2 separate regions of the Triticum aestivum genome follow, and region 1 is linked to region 2. The links are chromatin contacts, called in public Hi-C maps. All regions are on one chromosome and are shown on one strand. Each heading gives the region's core, a stretch centred on a gene start, on an enhancer-like site or on the middle of the called end of the contact. The rest is flanking DNA. Distances are from core to core; before and after follow the strand shown.

What was found. Hi-C and Micro-C count contacts between places; a contact is called where the count stands out from the background.
Region 1: a Hi-C map of an unstated tissue shows a contact between it and region 2, with 6 times the contacts expected there. The contact joins the promoter of LOC123128441 here to the promoter of LOC123128440 in region 2. A contact is called at or near these places in 2 of 5 Hi-C or Micro-C datasets (leaf and an unstated tissue) and 1 of 1 datasets of contacts at active chromatin or transcription factors (leaf).

What each region holds. Positions count from the first base shown.
Region 1 is chr6A:554,028,662-554,035,404 of IWGSC CS RefSeq v2.1, reverse strand. LOC123128441 (cyclin-D3-1) reads right to left here and starts at 1,525. Exons shown (of 6, transcript XM_044548441.1): 1 at 839-1,525; 2 at 553-639; 3 at 362-460; 4 at 51-252. The coding sequence starts at 1,180.
Region 2 is chr6A:553,496,078-553,503,283 of IWGSC CS RefSeq v2.1, reverse strand. LOC123128440 reads right to left here and starts at 1,731. Exons shown (of 3, transcript XR_006463119.1): 1 at 512-1,731. It overlaps LOC123128439 (multiple organellar RNA editing factor 3, mitochondrial), which reads left to right and starts at 4,521. Exons shown (of 4, transcript XM_044548437.1): 1 at 4,521-4,936. The coding sequence starts at 4,578.

The sequences.
Region 1 (6,743 bases), core at 276-2,775, 530 kb before region 2:
ACATTGATCGATGAATACTAAAAAAGAGGGGTCTGATTTAACTCTCATACCTTTAGCGGTGCTCAGGATGAGGTCGGTCGAGCGGGAGAATGCGAGCATGGAGGGTGCGTCATGATCATTGAATTTGCGCAGGAAGTAGTCAATAAATGAGCAAGCAGTAACAGCTTGCATCCTCCATTTTAAGGTGCTGAGCACCAAAAGCTCCATCCTTTTTATGGTCCTTCCCTCAAACGCAGAAGTTGCCTCAACCACCTGTCAAGCGAAAACCGTCGATTAATTGAGATGAAACTGAAAGACGGAACCCTTCAACGATGCGTGTATGCGGAGGTCTGTGATAAGATAAGATGCATCACTCACTGACCTGCAGGTCGACAGGGAGCGGCACATAGGTCTCCTCCATCTTCGAAGCGAGGGACAGGCAAGCCACTGCCAAGAGCTGTGTGACCCAAGCTTTGCCTTCCTGCCATGAGAAACCAATTCCTCCATGATTACGGGATTTTTAGCAGGGTTTGCTTCAGTTGGCACTGAGATGACGATGGTGATAAGACTTACAGGAAGGGGATAGACGGAGAAGAACCTATCAAGGTAGTTGACAGACAGGACCGCAGTCAACGGCGCGAAATTGAAATGCTCAATGACCTATGAGCAGAGAATTTGCAGATTTAATCAGCTATCGCATCGGGGCGGCACCATCGAGCACCAATCCAACGAGAAATCGCCACTAGAACGGGTGAAAAAAAGGCATCTTTACACGAATCCGGCCCATCACATCTCGGCGCCGCGCCATCGGCACGAGTAAACGGCGATTGGAATCAAATCAAGATGCGGGGGGTCTCACCTTCCAAATCCAATCTACGGCGTCCCTCCTGACGGCGGCCAAATCCAGGGCCCCGGCCCGGCGCTGCAGCATCTGGGGGTACCCGTCCGCGGGCATGTGCTCCTTCTCCGTCGCGACGAGCGCCGCCACGCACTCGTCGGACTGCACGGGGTGGTCCACCAGGAACCCCTCCGCCGCGGCGGCGGCATCGGCGGCGACGCGCGGCGGGGTGGTGGCCCCCGCCCCCGCCGCCGCCGCCGCCCAGGAGCAGTCGTCCTCGTCGTCGTCGAGGCCGAGGATGGCGGCGTTGTCCTCGGCGCAGAGCAGCACGGAGGCGGCGCAGTCGTACCCGGACGGAACCATGCCGGCTCCTCCCGAGAATGGCAGGAATGCTGGGTTAATGAGCAATCAATAAACCGATGCGAACTGATTTATCTATCTATCTATCTATCTATCCACGCCGCACCCCTCGTCTCTCCCTGCGAATTTACTCCCCGGTTGCTCCTCCTCCTCCTCCCCCTCCAATCTCCCTCCCCGGTTCTTGATCCGTCAATCAAAGGGATAAACGAAAAGGATAAACTAAACTATATATTTTTTTCCTTTTTCCGCCTGCTGCGTTCTTCTTCTGCTCAAGTGGAGACGAGATGAGGAGCGGAGGGGGAGGAGGGCGGAGGGGGGAGGAGGAGGGTCTGCCTGCCCACTGTAGAAGCGGGGAGCGAGAGTGGGGGAGAAGGGCGAGGGTTTTGGCTTTGTAGGGCGCGGCCTCCGGGACGGGACGGGGAGGCGGGGGGAGCCGGCCGCCATTTCGGGGGCGACGCGGGGGGGCGGGCGCAAAACCGCACGCGACTTCCTGGCGGAGTTGTTTTGTTTTTGGCATTTTCCTGGGGGCGCGGATCCTTTGCGGCCACGACACTCGCTCGGATTTCGCGTGCGCCGTGTCGCTCGCTGCGTCTGTTTCCTTTCTTATTATCTCCTCTGCTCCTAGACTAGCCTCTGTTCTAGGTTAGTAACATGATGAATGTGGTATGTGGCGATGTGTTTCTTGGCTTGTTTGCTTTGCGAAACAAACATGGGAAGAAACATCGTTTTGTGATCTCGGGGGTCTTTCCACGTAGTTGTTGCATGGAGATTTTTATGGTGATTGTGTTTTTATGCTTTCTTTCTTGCTCGTTGTAATAAATGGATGCAGGCGGGGGCCTGATATTTCACAAGATTTGGGTGCCAAAATTAGCCTCTGCTTTTTTTTTGGTGTGCTAAAAAAAATTAGTTTGTGATTTTCATGACTCGGTCGCTACGGAATTTCTTTCGTGGCAAATCCTCTCGTAAGGAACTGGCACTTCGAAAACCAACATTGCGCACGTCACGATAGATGAGGAGGCGCGTTCGTGGACGCCGGATGGTAGGAGCTGCGCTCGCCTTTTGGATTTCTTCCTTCGGTCGCCTAGGCCGGTGCGGCGATTATGAGTGGCGCGAGTGACGCCCGCTCTCTTGGAGGCATTTTGCACGTTCCCAACGAACGTCGGAAAGATCGGAACCGACACCTCCACTGGTCCGATGAGCTCCGTCATCCAGACCATTGTGTGCATGAGTATCGTCAAAAGGACTACGATACAGACATATATTGTTTTGGGAGGGGTACTTTTTATCTCATCACTTTCTTCTCTCTCCTCTTGTTTCCCTTGAGAGTTGCCTGGCGGCCTGGGTAATCTCAGCTCCTCTCCCTCCTCGCCTCCGGTGGTTCCGTTGCGCGGATTGAAGTTGAGAGAGCGGCTTCTCCCTAAGAATAATAGGTCTAGGGTGTGTATTGCCACTATGGAGCTTGACACTATGACGGTCTTGAGCTCCCCACTGGCATGAGCAGATATCGAGCGGTGATCTTCTCATCTTCCATGGCTTTTGGTGGGGAGCGGATCTGACGAGGGCTCTCCCAATAAGCCTTGCACTTCACTAGATCAAGCCGAACAAGATGTTGCTCCTTTTTCCCTATATTGTCATGGCGACGAGAAGGTTTTCGGTGGGCCGTGCTTGCTTGGCCATCTTTTATGGTATTAGGTATTGTCGGGTCTACCTCCGGTGAAGGTCTTGAAGCATAAGGTACAACTGCTCCATCCCGAGTTTATTACCAGTGTGTTCGAGCACAAGCTACGACACTCGTTGATCTAATCTTTTCCTTTGAGAATATCGGTTCCCAACAGTTGGTTGTTGGTCTCAACCGCTCCACCACCGGCTTTTCCAGCCGAAGGACGGCCGCTTGCCGCTCAGAGTGCTGACATTCATCTTCCTTGGCTCATGATATTCTTCCCATCTATGATGCCAATAGGGAGGCAGTTCGACTTCGGCTCCAATATCCTGCACCCTCTGCTTCCTCCAATACTTCGTGATGGAGGCAGGGGCACAATGATATTCTCGCCCCAAGTGGTTCTTCCCCGGAGGCGATGGATGTGTCTTGAAGCAGAAGCCCATCGTGGAAGAAGGGCTACATTGCAATTTTGTGTTTTTCTCCAGAGCCCTTATTGCCAAAATGTGAGTTATTTAGCAGAGCTGTCGATAGAAGGTGAGTCCACGATATCGTTGTTCAGCTCAAGGCTTCATGGCAAGCAGTAGACCTTGAATCGGACATTCAAACATCCAACTTTTATCCTCGAAGAAGACGTGTAATTTATGGTATAATTTTATAAAACGTGCTCTAGTAAAAAAACAGAACCTAGACAAGAATCCCTTCACACATCTCGATCATAAACCCACAATTTATACGACAATTAAAGATTGTTATTAACCACATAATATTTCAATTATTGTCATATAACAAGCGATCATACACATTTGGTAAAATCTATACGACGAAACTTTTAAGTTGTTACTTCATCACTTCACACATCTTGATCATAAAACCACAATTTATGACACTGACAAGACGATTACTGAATTTAACTACGCTGAGAAATAGTATCCACTTGAACTTTTCATCACTAGTAGGGTCCACCGTCGTGCTCACTTCGTCAAAGTTTTCTGTATTATGAAACAAGGTTGGATGATGCGCGTCGGCAATCCCATCGAGTAAAAGATCCGCCGACTTACTTAAAGTAGATCCGCTTATCGTCCAGCCTTATTTCATAATAAAGAAAACCCAAAGATTATGTACAAGAAGTGTTAAAAGTATATTTGTTGTTATGACAGTCCCTGGTCATAGTGTTTTTCTTTTGTGGGGAACAAAAAATTGATCATGGGTAGCCATGTGTTTGCAGAACTGTTGTTTACAGTGCATCTATATCCAAGCAGCTGTGCCTTAGTGTTGTTGCTAAAGAAGACGAAGGGATTTGGACATGTACTTGGGCACAAGCCAATGTGGATGCTGTCATCGAGCAATGCTGGCACTCTTGGCCAGATTCCAATCCCCGGGGTATCAACCGCCCCCCACTACATCTTGTGTATATGTTCACATTTCCTGCAAGTGTTTGCTAGAGGACGTAGATTGTTGAATTCTTGTTAGCACTTCCTTTGTTTTGGTTCCTCATAATTTGAGTCTATTTTGACTTAATTTAACTAAGAAAATATAAAGAACTGTGTATATACTTTTTGAAGGAGGCTCGTATGTGAGGATCCACAGATTGGAAGAAGCGCAGACCCCTCTCTGCAAAAGGTCAGAGGGCTTTATCTGAAAAAAAAGAACTGAAATTGACATGCGAGATTCGCAGATTTGCCGAACTGCAGGCCCCTCCCTGTGAAAAGTCAGAGGGAGGACTACGTTTGATTAACTCTAATTGCCATGCGTGGTTCCACGAATCCGGAGAAAAGCAGGGCCCTCGCTGCAAATTGTATGAAACTAGATATCGAATCATAAAATAAAATCGTATGGACTAGATACGAGACCCGGAGAACCCCGAGCCCCTGGGCGCAAAAGGGGCGGGGAGGAGTACACGTAGGAAAGCGCCTCGGTGGCACGACCCGGCCCATATGCCATGTGGCAGGCGGCCACCACCCCGGCAATTTTCCATCAGCGGCAGGCGCTGGCGCCAAGGGAGATGCGGCCAAGGCGTGGGGAGGGGCAGTTCGGGCATTGCGCAGGCCATGTGGGACGACGGGATGGGGCCGGGGGCGGTGGCACGGAAGGGGGTAGTTCGGCCATTGCGCGCGCCATGTGAGGGTGACCATGTGGGGCAGCGGACGCGTCCGGGTGGTGGGGCCCGTGGGGGAGGGGCAGTTCCGTCTTTCCGCGCGCGGCTCGGCTGCTGCCTGCCTGTGCTCCTGCGGCCGCATGCCTGCAAAGCGTACCGAACACAGGCACGGGCACGGCCTCCGCTAGTCCAGCAGCGCGGCACGGTTGCTTTCTGGCGGTCAAACCTGACGTGAACCGAGGAGTAACTTCGCGCCGTGGCGGGGAACGGAGCGACGCCGTGAAAGGGGCGTCCCTTTCGCCGAGGGGTCGCGCCGCGCGCTGCTGCGTCCTGGCGCATCCGATCCGGTGGTTCGGGCCAATTTTTGTTGGGCGCGTACCGGGTGCACCGTGAGTATGGTGCGATCTTTATTTTATTTTTCCGAGCGCTGCTATACACACGATCCTTTTCAGCCGATGCTCGCACGATCTGGCAAATCCAAACCATCCATGCGTGTAAACAAAACGAAGCCCGCCCATCAGATTGTCCATCGTCTCTACCTCGGGCATATAGTATCGTGCGTCCAGTAGTTTCGTTTTTTCCCTGGGGTAAATCAGAGAGCTTTATCAGCTAAGATGCCAGTCACTAGGAAGATAAGAGTTTCATCAAGCCAGCTCTCGGTCACATTCAAAGTGTGAGCATGCTTCGCACAAAGATGCGTATGTATGCATTTTTTTATACATATAGCTTATTGCTACTAGGTGTTGGTGTGTACATGTGTACTTCACTGTCAAAAGTTAGCAAAAACTGACGATGCTCATATGCATACTTCCGCATTTCCCGTATCTATGTCCGGAAATTCGATCTCAAACACATATTTTTGGGGTTATACATCGATAAAAGCTACGAATTTTGTCTATTTGGATATGTTTCGTACCAAATTCACAATATGGCAGAAAAAGATTGATACAAAACTCTCACACAGAAAAAAAACATCTACCGACTCATTTACTACTGCAAAATTTCGTATTTAATAGGCTAATAGGGTACTACTAAATATTCGTACCCAGGGATAAAGGCCGCATTCTCGCAAGGTTTGGTCTCCGCCGTGCCTTAAACCTTTCTATCAAAACATCGCGCACACCTTGAAATATTACCTACCCCTATCACTCTTCATACCTAAATACACATATGTCAATTAGACCTTTATATTTGTAGTTATTATCTTTGATGGAATTTTCATAATTGCATCTAAATGTATCACGTCCATTAAATCTTCATAATTATCATATCACGGTCATTGATGTTCACAAACGATATCTAAATATATCCGCTGTCAGATCCTCATACATATATGCATCAATCTGTTAGATCATCGTATATTTATGGCTGCCTAAAAAGTAAACATATTTTAATGATGTTTCCCGTGCAATCACATCCAACACCTGGCTAGTTTCATACTAGATACTACTCGCAGTGTAAATGTTGTCAACTGTTTCGAATTTCACCATAAGTTTTTGAATGTTGAAGATAGAGACTGCACTAAGACCCAATGCACCCCATGGATTTGATTTACCAAATCCATCATTATTGTATACTCTTTTGATAGATTTAGTGCAACCCAAATTAATCTCTAATCCTTGTTTTACAAGTTCTTATTAGTAGGTCTCCTTTCTTAGTTTGAATGCAAACACGTAACTAAATACTAACACAAACTTTCCTGCGTTACCACGAGCAGGCTCTGCTCTTTGCGGAGAGCCGAGCAAACAAGAGACCATGTCATGTTTTCTGTTCATGGGATTGGATTTGGCATCGAAACACAGAGCTGGAAT
Region 2 (7,206 bases), core at 482-2,981:
TTGTTTAGTTAATCCTTGTTAGCGATGACAATGTGCCATGATCTAAAATATGGCATGCACAAAACTCATAACTAACTCCAAGTCAGCATTCCACTTTGGTGAGTTATGTGCTAGTACCAATTCCAGTGGTTACAAGACTGAGAGTTTGAGATGTAACCTTCAGCTAAGCCACAAAGTAACAGATATATTTTATAAGAAAGGCTGAAACAAGGTAACAGGATTCAGATCAACATGTTTGTGTGCATATTCGAGCAATGCATGGTCATGATCCTTAACATGTCAAATCTCATAACATAAACAACATTATGTTTTCCAGTGCCATATATTAAGTTTTCTCTGGCGCAGAGAATTGTCTTTCGCAAGCTCCATATGTGCATATAACTAACACATATTACTTGCATCATGACTAACTAACTATTCACAAACAACAAACAACTAATTAAGCAAACATACAGAAGCTGTAATGAAAATGCAAGACAACAGTCAACAGACAAGAAGCAAGGGCTATCACCTATACCTGGAGTGTAGAAGCTCATGTAGGGTAGGACGCTAAAGTACTCTCCCGGCTCGTCAACCTTCCTGACTCGCCCTGACTTTAGCTCTGTGGCGATTAAGCCAGCATCTGTGCTTATGAAGATGACACCCACACCCTCTGCGGAACCAACCACAAATGGTTCCCAATCGAGATCGACATCTGGTATAATTTTCTCCAGCTCGATGACCCTGCATTGCACCCATTCTGCAGCCGCTTCTGGATCCACCTTCCTTGACCACAAACAAAGGCTAGAATTGTTGATGCAGGCAAACCCCAGCGAACTGTCCTCCATCACCATGAGAGCCATTGGGGCCAAATCGTGTGGCGGCTGGCTGATCATGGAGAAGCACTTGTTTGGCAAGTTGTACTTGAGGATTTTGTCAACCGACCGAAGTGTGAAGTAGACTGCATCTCCAATGACGGCTACTCGCCGAGGCATGACATAGGGTAGGTGGTAGAAGTTTTTTGCAATGTCATCTCGCTTGAGCTGGGCATAGCCTTCACAGCCATCGTCGAGGCATACTGGCGCACTCCACGCACCTGTCACCGATGAGTACACGTTCGCCTTAACGACACGGTCGTCGTTGCCGGTGCCCAGGAAGGCCACGCGGAAGGGGCCGCCTTGGCAGTCGAGATGTCGGCAGCCATCGGCGGCGCAGAACACCGCGGCGGTCCAGATGAACCAATCGACGCCCGGCGCGGGCAGAACGCGCCGGTCGCCCGTGACGGGGTCTGAGACGACGAGAACCAGGCTGTCGCCCTGCACCAAGTGGTAGAGCACGCGGCCGTGGCGGCAGTCGAGGGGGGTGGGGTGCTCGCCCTCGCCGTCGGAGCCCGGGTAGGGGAAGTCCGGCATCGACGTGGTGGAGGCGAAGCGGTGCGCGGGGCTTCCTTGGAGGACCTGGAGCAGGTGGAGGAGGCCGAGGAGGGGAGGGGCTCCGTGGAAGGCGCGGTAGCGGCGGCGGAAGGCGGGGTCGCAGACGATGCGGAGCCACGACTTGCAGACGATGGCGGCGCGGAAGAGGTGCTCGGGCTCGTCCGGCGGGAGGCGGAGGAGGACCTCGCCGAGGAGGTCGTCCATCAGCTCCGGCCGTGTCGCCATGGTCGGCCGAATGGGATGGGGGTCGCCGCCGGGTCGGGTGGGGGAAGAGAGCGTGAGACGGGCAGGCACGCACGGCCCGTTCTACTTGGTTCGGTTCGACCAGGGTCTTTTTTTTTTACGGGCGGTTTGACCAGGGTCTCGGCCGAATGTTTGTGGTCTATTTTTTTTTGTCCCAGCTTTTTTTTCCCTTGTTGCTGCGTTATTCGTGAGAGTTTAGTTGTGACATCCTTAAAAAACATCTAATGTGAATTAGATAAACTGTTTTCAGTTCTTAGAAAAAATTAGTAAAACATTTTCCTGCAAATTATTATTGGAAGAGAAAACAAGAACATCGAGATGCATTTTTTAATTTTGAGATCAAGATGCATATTTAAGGTCAACCTTTTTTTCATTTCCTTAAAAAAAGTCAACCTTTTTAGTGGAAGTTGATGCATCTTTTCTTATTTAAGAGATTCATTACTTAAGTAGTATCCATCCCATAATATAAGAGTGCTTTTGACACGTGTCAAAAGCGCTCTTATATTATGGGACGAAGGGGGTACATATGAATTTGTAAGCTCAATCGCGCAATAGAACGAGTGGATGCATTTGAAGATTCCCATCAACCCTCCCCTTCCCCGTAGTGACTCGAAACCTTAGTCGGCAAAGTGAAACAGCGAGAGAGGAGGGAGCAAGAGCCCCGTACTCCGGCATCACCAGGGTTCCTCCACCTCTGTTGATCACTCCAGTGGTTTTCTCAATTTCTTCGCTGGGTTTTTCTTCTTCGGTTATTTTGGTTTTTTCACAATTTTCTTCGTTTTATTCCAGCTTTTAATGAATTTTCCTTTTTTTGTTCTTTTCTCAATGTTTATTGTTTTTCCTTTTCTTTATATTTATCCTGTTTTTTGTTTCTTTCTTAGTTTTCATCAGATTTCTTTGGGGTCTTTTCTTCGTTTCCTCATGGGTTTTACAGTTTTCTTTGGGTTTTAATTTTTCTTTGTTTTCTAACATATTTCTGTTGTTTCTTCGTTTTTCACAGATTTTTTTTCAACACACCTCTACATTTTTCATACACATTTGTACCCTTTGCGTATACATCTGAAACATTTTAAAAATTATGCTTGATGACCACCCTTTCATACACATAGTACATTTTGGTATATATCAGAAACTCTTTTTTATACAATTTAAACATATTATTAACATTTTTATATATGATCAACATTTTTTTAAAAATACGCTTTTATGCTCATAGTGTTTAATGCACATTCAATATTTTTCGTATAAACCAGGATATTTATTATACACGTTAACACTTTTTAAATAGACGACACATTTAAAAAAATTGATGACAAGTTTTTCATATACATTGTATATTTATAGTATATATCAGTAATTTTTTTATACATGGTTAACATTCTTTCACATTATTAACATTTTGATGATACATGATCAACATTTTTATTTATCTCCAACTTTTTAATACACATTCTACTTTTTTTATACATCAAAAACATTTTTATACACATTTAACATTTTTAAATAGATAATTAGCTTTTTAAAATACTTGGTTAATTTTTTAAAATACATCACCAAGTTTTTCATACACGTAGTATTATTTTGTATACTTTTTTTATACATGAAAAATAATAATTCTAAACACATTTAATATTTTACAAATGCTAGATTAACATTGTAAATATTTTATGTAAAGTGTTTTTTGTAATATATATATTTAGACTATTTGGAAGTATAAGCAAAAGTAAAAAAGGAAGGCAAAAAATGAAAAGAAAAATAGAAAAGTAAGGAGGTTGTGCCTCCCATGAGCTGGTCTCATCCGCCACCATGTCTCGCGCGCCCTGATCCAAACCAAACAACCAAATTTCAGAGAGTAACTAATCAAGTAGTACTCCTTCGGGAGCTCCCGCAAGGATCAGTTGGGACAGTTGGGGGGTTGGGAGACGTGCCACTTGGCGTGCTCGCTTCCGCCACCATGTGTAGCGATTTGGGCGCTTCCTCCGGATTTTTTCTATTTTTCTGTGTGCGTTTTTTGCCTTTGCATTATTTTTTTAGATTTTTTGGCTTTTCAATTTTCCTTTGGGTTTTCTTATGTTTTTGAAAAAAATTGATGCATGACTATACCTCTCGAAAAAGAAAAAAGATGTGTTTTCTTTGTTTCCTTCCTCAAAAGCCACGTAATTTACTTCTCGTGGAGGCACGAATTTGCTTACGCGAGAGGCACGACCATGCATTTCGCAAAAGAAAAAAAACATGTTTTTTCTTACCACGTGAGACACGGACTTATTCTCGTGGAGGCACTGATTTGCTTCCGCAAGAGGCATCGGAAAAGGTAAAATAAAGCATGTTTTTCCTCTCGCGAGAGACACGGATTTACTTCTCATGGAGGCATGGATTTGCTTCTGTGAGAGGCACAGTCATGCCTCTCGAAAAGAGAAAAAAGTGCTCCCGGTTCGGGCTTGTTCATTCATTTTTTCCTGCAAAAAAAATTCGTCAAAACCTATCACATGTGATCTAGTTTTAAGATCTCGATGTAAGGAATCCAACGATGAAAATGATTCAAGATTTGGACGCGCGGTTTAAGAGATAAAACATTTTGAATAAACGAATCTAGAAGAAAAGGGGGAAATTCTCATGTTGCGACAAATGATGCACGTGCCGTGTGATACTTCTCGGAGCGTTGGAAGGTGGGAGTGACCTTTACAAATAGTACTCCTTAATTAGTGATTCGTAAATTTCAACATGCGTAACAGTCCCCGGTAGGATGGCCTACGTGGACTGGGCCACGCCCCGTGCCAACCCACATGGATTTAGCCCAACAAGGCACTAGGGACTCTGGGCCCGAACCAGACGCGTCGGTCTCGCGCACCAGCGCAAAACCCTCATTTGTCTAAAAAAAAAGTGCAAACCCTCCTCGCCCGATTCTTCCCAAATTCCCCAACCATGGCGGCTGTAGCCGTCACACGCCGGAGGCTCTCGGCGCTCCTCCACTCCTCCCGCGCGATTCCCCGTCGCCTCCTCCTCCTCACCGGCGCCGCCGCCTCTGCGCCCTCAGCCCACCCCTCTCCGTGGGCGCCGCCGTCGCGAGGGGCAAAGACGGCGCTGCCGGGAAGGCCCGGGTACTCTCCGCTCAACGACCCGTCCCCGAACTGGAGCAACCGGCCACCCAAGGAGACCATCCTGCTGGATGGCTGCGACTACGAGCACTGGCTCATTGTCATGGAGTTCCCCGCCGACCCCAAGCCCTCCGAGGAAGATATGGTGGCCGCCTACGTCAAGACCCTCACCGCTGTGCTCGGAAGGTATACGCACTTCTCTGGTCTTACTATTGGTCAACCCTATCGAATTTAATCTTTTACGACTAGGGTGGATCTTTCATAGTCCCAATCAATATTAGACCAACTCTAGCAGAGTCGCGGTATCCCCGGTCTCATATGGGATATCAAGCGCGCTTCATATCCATATAGAGGCCGTGCCTGCGGCTGCTGTGCGCAAACACAGAGTTGCCATAATGCAGCCTTAATATCTTCTCTTTTCTGTTTTTTTGTTGTTGCATCAACTCAAAATACACGCCCAGTTTAAGGGATTAAAACACTAATTTGAGATAATATCGCATTACAAAGTGGTTACATGGAGGTAGAAAAGTTGATTAGCGACATTTTTTTACTACATCTTGGGAGAAGCACTAGTTGCTACCTACCAAGACAATGGTGAATGCAGTGCACGGTGCACATGCATATGTGACGAGTCAACTCATCCTCTACGCACGGGGGTGTGCGGTCCGGCGACCTCGTCTTCGTCCCATTCCTGCCAGCGATTGCTGAGGTCGGAGATGGCCTTTTTAAGATGGGCAAGCCCCAATATGGCGCGCTTTGTCTCGGTGAATGACACCATGTTCATGTCGACTGTGCGCCATCTGATGCACTCCCCGTCAGCCGCCAAGTCTGTCTGTTTCTCCTCGTAATGGAGCCAGATGGCACAGTCCCTCTTCGCCCACAACGCCTTCCCGACATCGGTGTGTTTGAAGATATCTCTAGGGCAGACGGCCGAGGCGATGTGGAGCACGTGGTGCCCGATATGAGCTGCGTGGGCGAGCCCTCGCTTGCTCATATGGGACCTGCACTTAGGCTTCATTTGGATGCTAGGGGTGATATTCCCAGGAAAGAGATGCCCTGGTTGAAATTTCTTGGCCAAATAGAAAAACCTGTGGAGAATTAGCACCGTCATTTGGCTGATTAGCTCCAAGGGATAATCTCATGCTACAGAGAAAGAGCATACTGAACACTGAAATGGAGCATTCTCTATCGCATCAGTACCCATGCCATGGATAGGCACACGACCACCCTAGTGGCTTCCCAGTTTTGAGGGAGGCACATCCAGATCTTGCCGCCGGCCAGCTCCCTGTGGACATGCATCCCTGCCGTCACAGTGGTCTTTGCCGTCTTTACATCCACCATCACCAACAGTTGCCGGCGCCGTCGGCGGCACTCTTAAAGACCAATCTTGCATGTAACTGAAACGGGAATAGCCTCATGTTACACTCTCCTCACGAGCATTAGCCGTCACCTCTGATCCTTCCTCAGAGCGTGAACCCTAGTCGCCCAGATCTGAGTGAACCTTAGTTAAACCATGGGAGCAGATGTAGAGATGGAGACGAGCAGTGGATGAATGAAATCGACTAGGGGATGCTCGCGAGTGGAACGGTGGAGGACAAGATGAAGGACGGGGGCGGAGGGGGAAGGCGGATGAGCTTACGGCGTGAGAGACAGGGAGAATTCTTCTGATGTCCAGGGGTTGGGGTTAGGAGCCTGGGGATTTACAATTTAACTAACACACTTGATCTCCAACTTTCTAATTAGTGACATCTTTTTTCCTATTATTATAACTCTTTCCCTATGAATACAATTATGTGTTTCCTGATTACCAATAGCTGTCTGGGCTGTGCTGCTTGCATTGGCTTGTCACACATTAGCCATAACAATTGCTCACAGGAACAGCACCCTATGGTACTTGCGCAATCCTTAAGATTGTGGTATTCCTGTATGTTCATTTCCGATTAGTTTATTTCCTCAGAATCAGGTTTCCTAGTTATCTAAGTGTCATCAGTTAGAGATGAATACGCAAAATAAAATTCTAAACAAGCTCATCTAAAGTCAAGCAATCGCTTAGCCATCCTTCCTTGGAAGTAGTTATTTCCTATAAATTATGGCGAGGATTAACCAGCTTATAGGAGAACATGTCAGGCCTATAAGCGTGAAAAGCTTGCCCTTTAGGTTACCTAAGTATGTCCAAAGGCTGCTTGACACTATCCAAGTTGTAAGACTGTTGGAGCAGTTTTTCTGTTTGGAAAGTATCCAACACAATACCCCTTTGGTTTATTTGTTGTCATGATTATGTGGCTCTAGCAAAAATAAATAAAGATGACTCTCTTCTGCCCTATCTGAGGACTTAGAGAGAGTTTTTTTTTTAACTGGGCATAACCCCTTTCCATTAACTGAATATGGACTTAGAGACAGCTATCTCTTCGTGCCTTGTACTACAAAGATTGTTAGTCCCCAAATTGTGGGATATC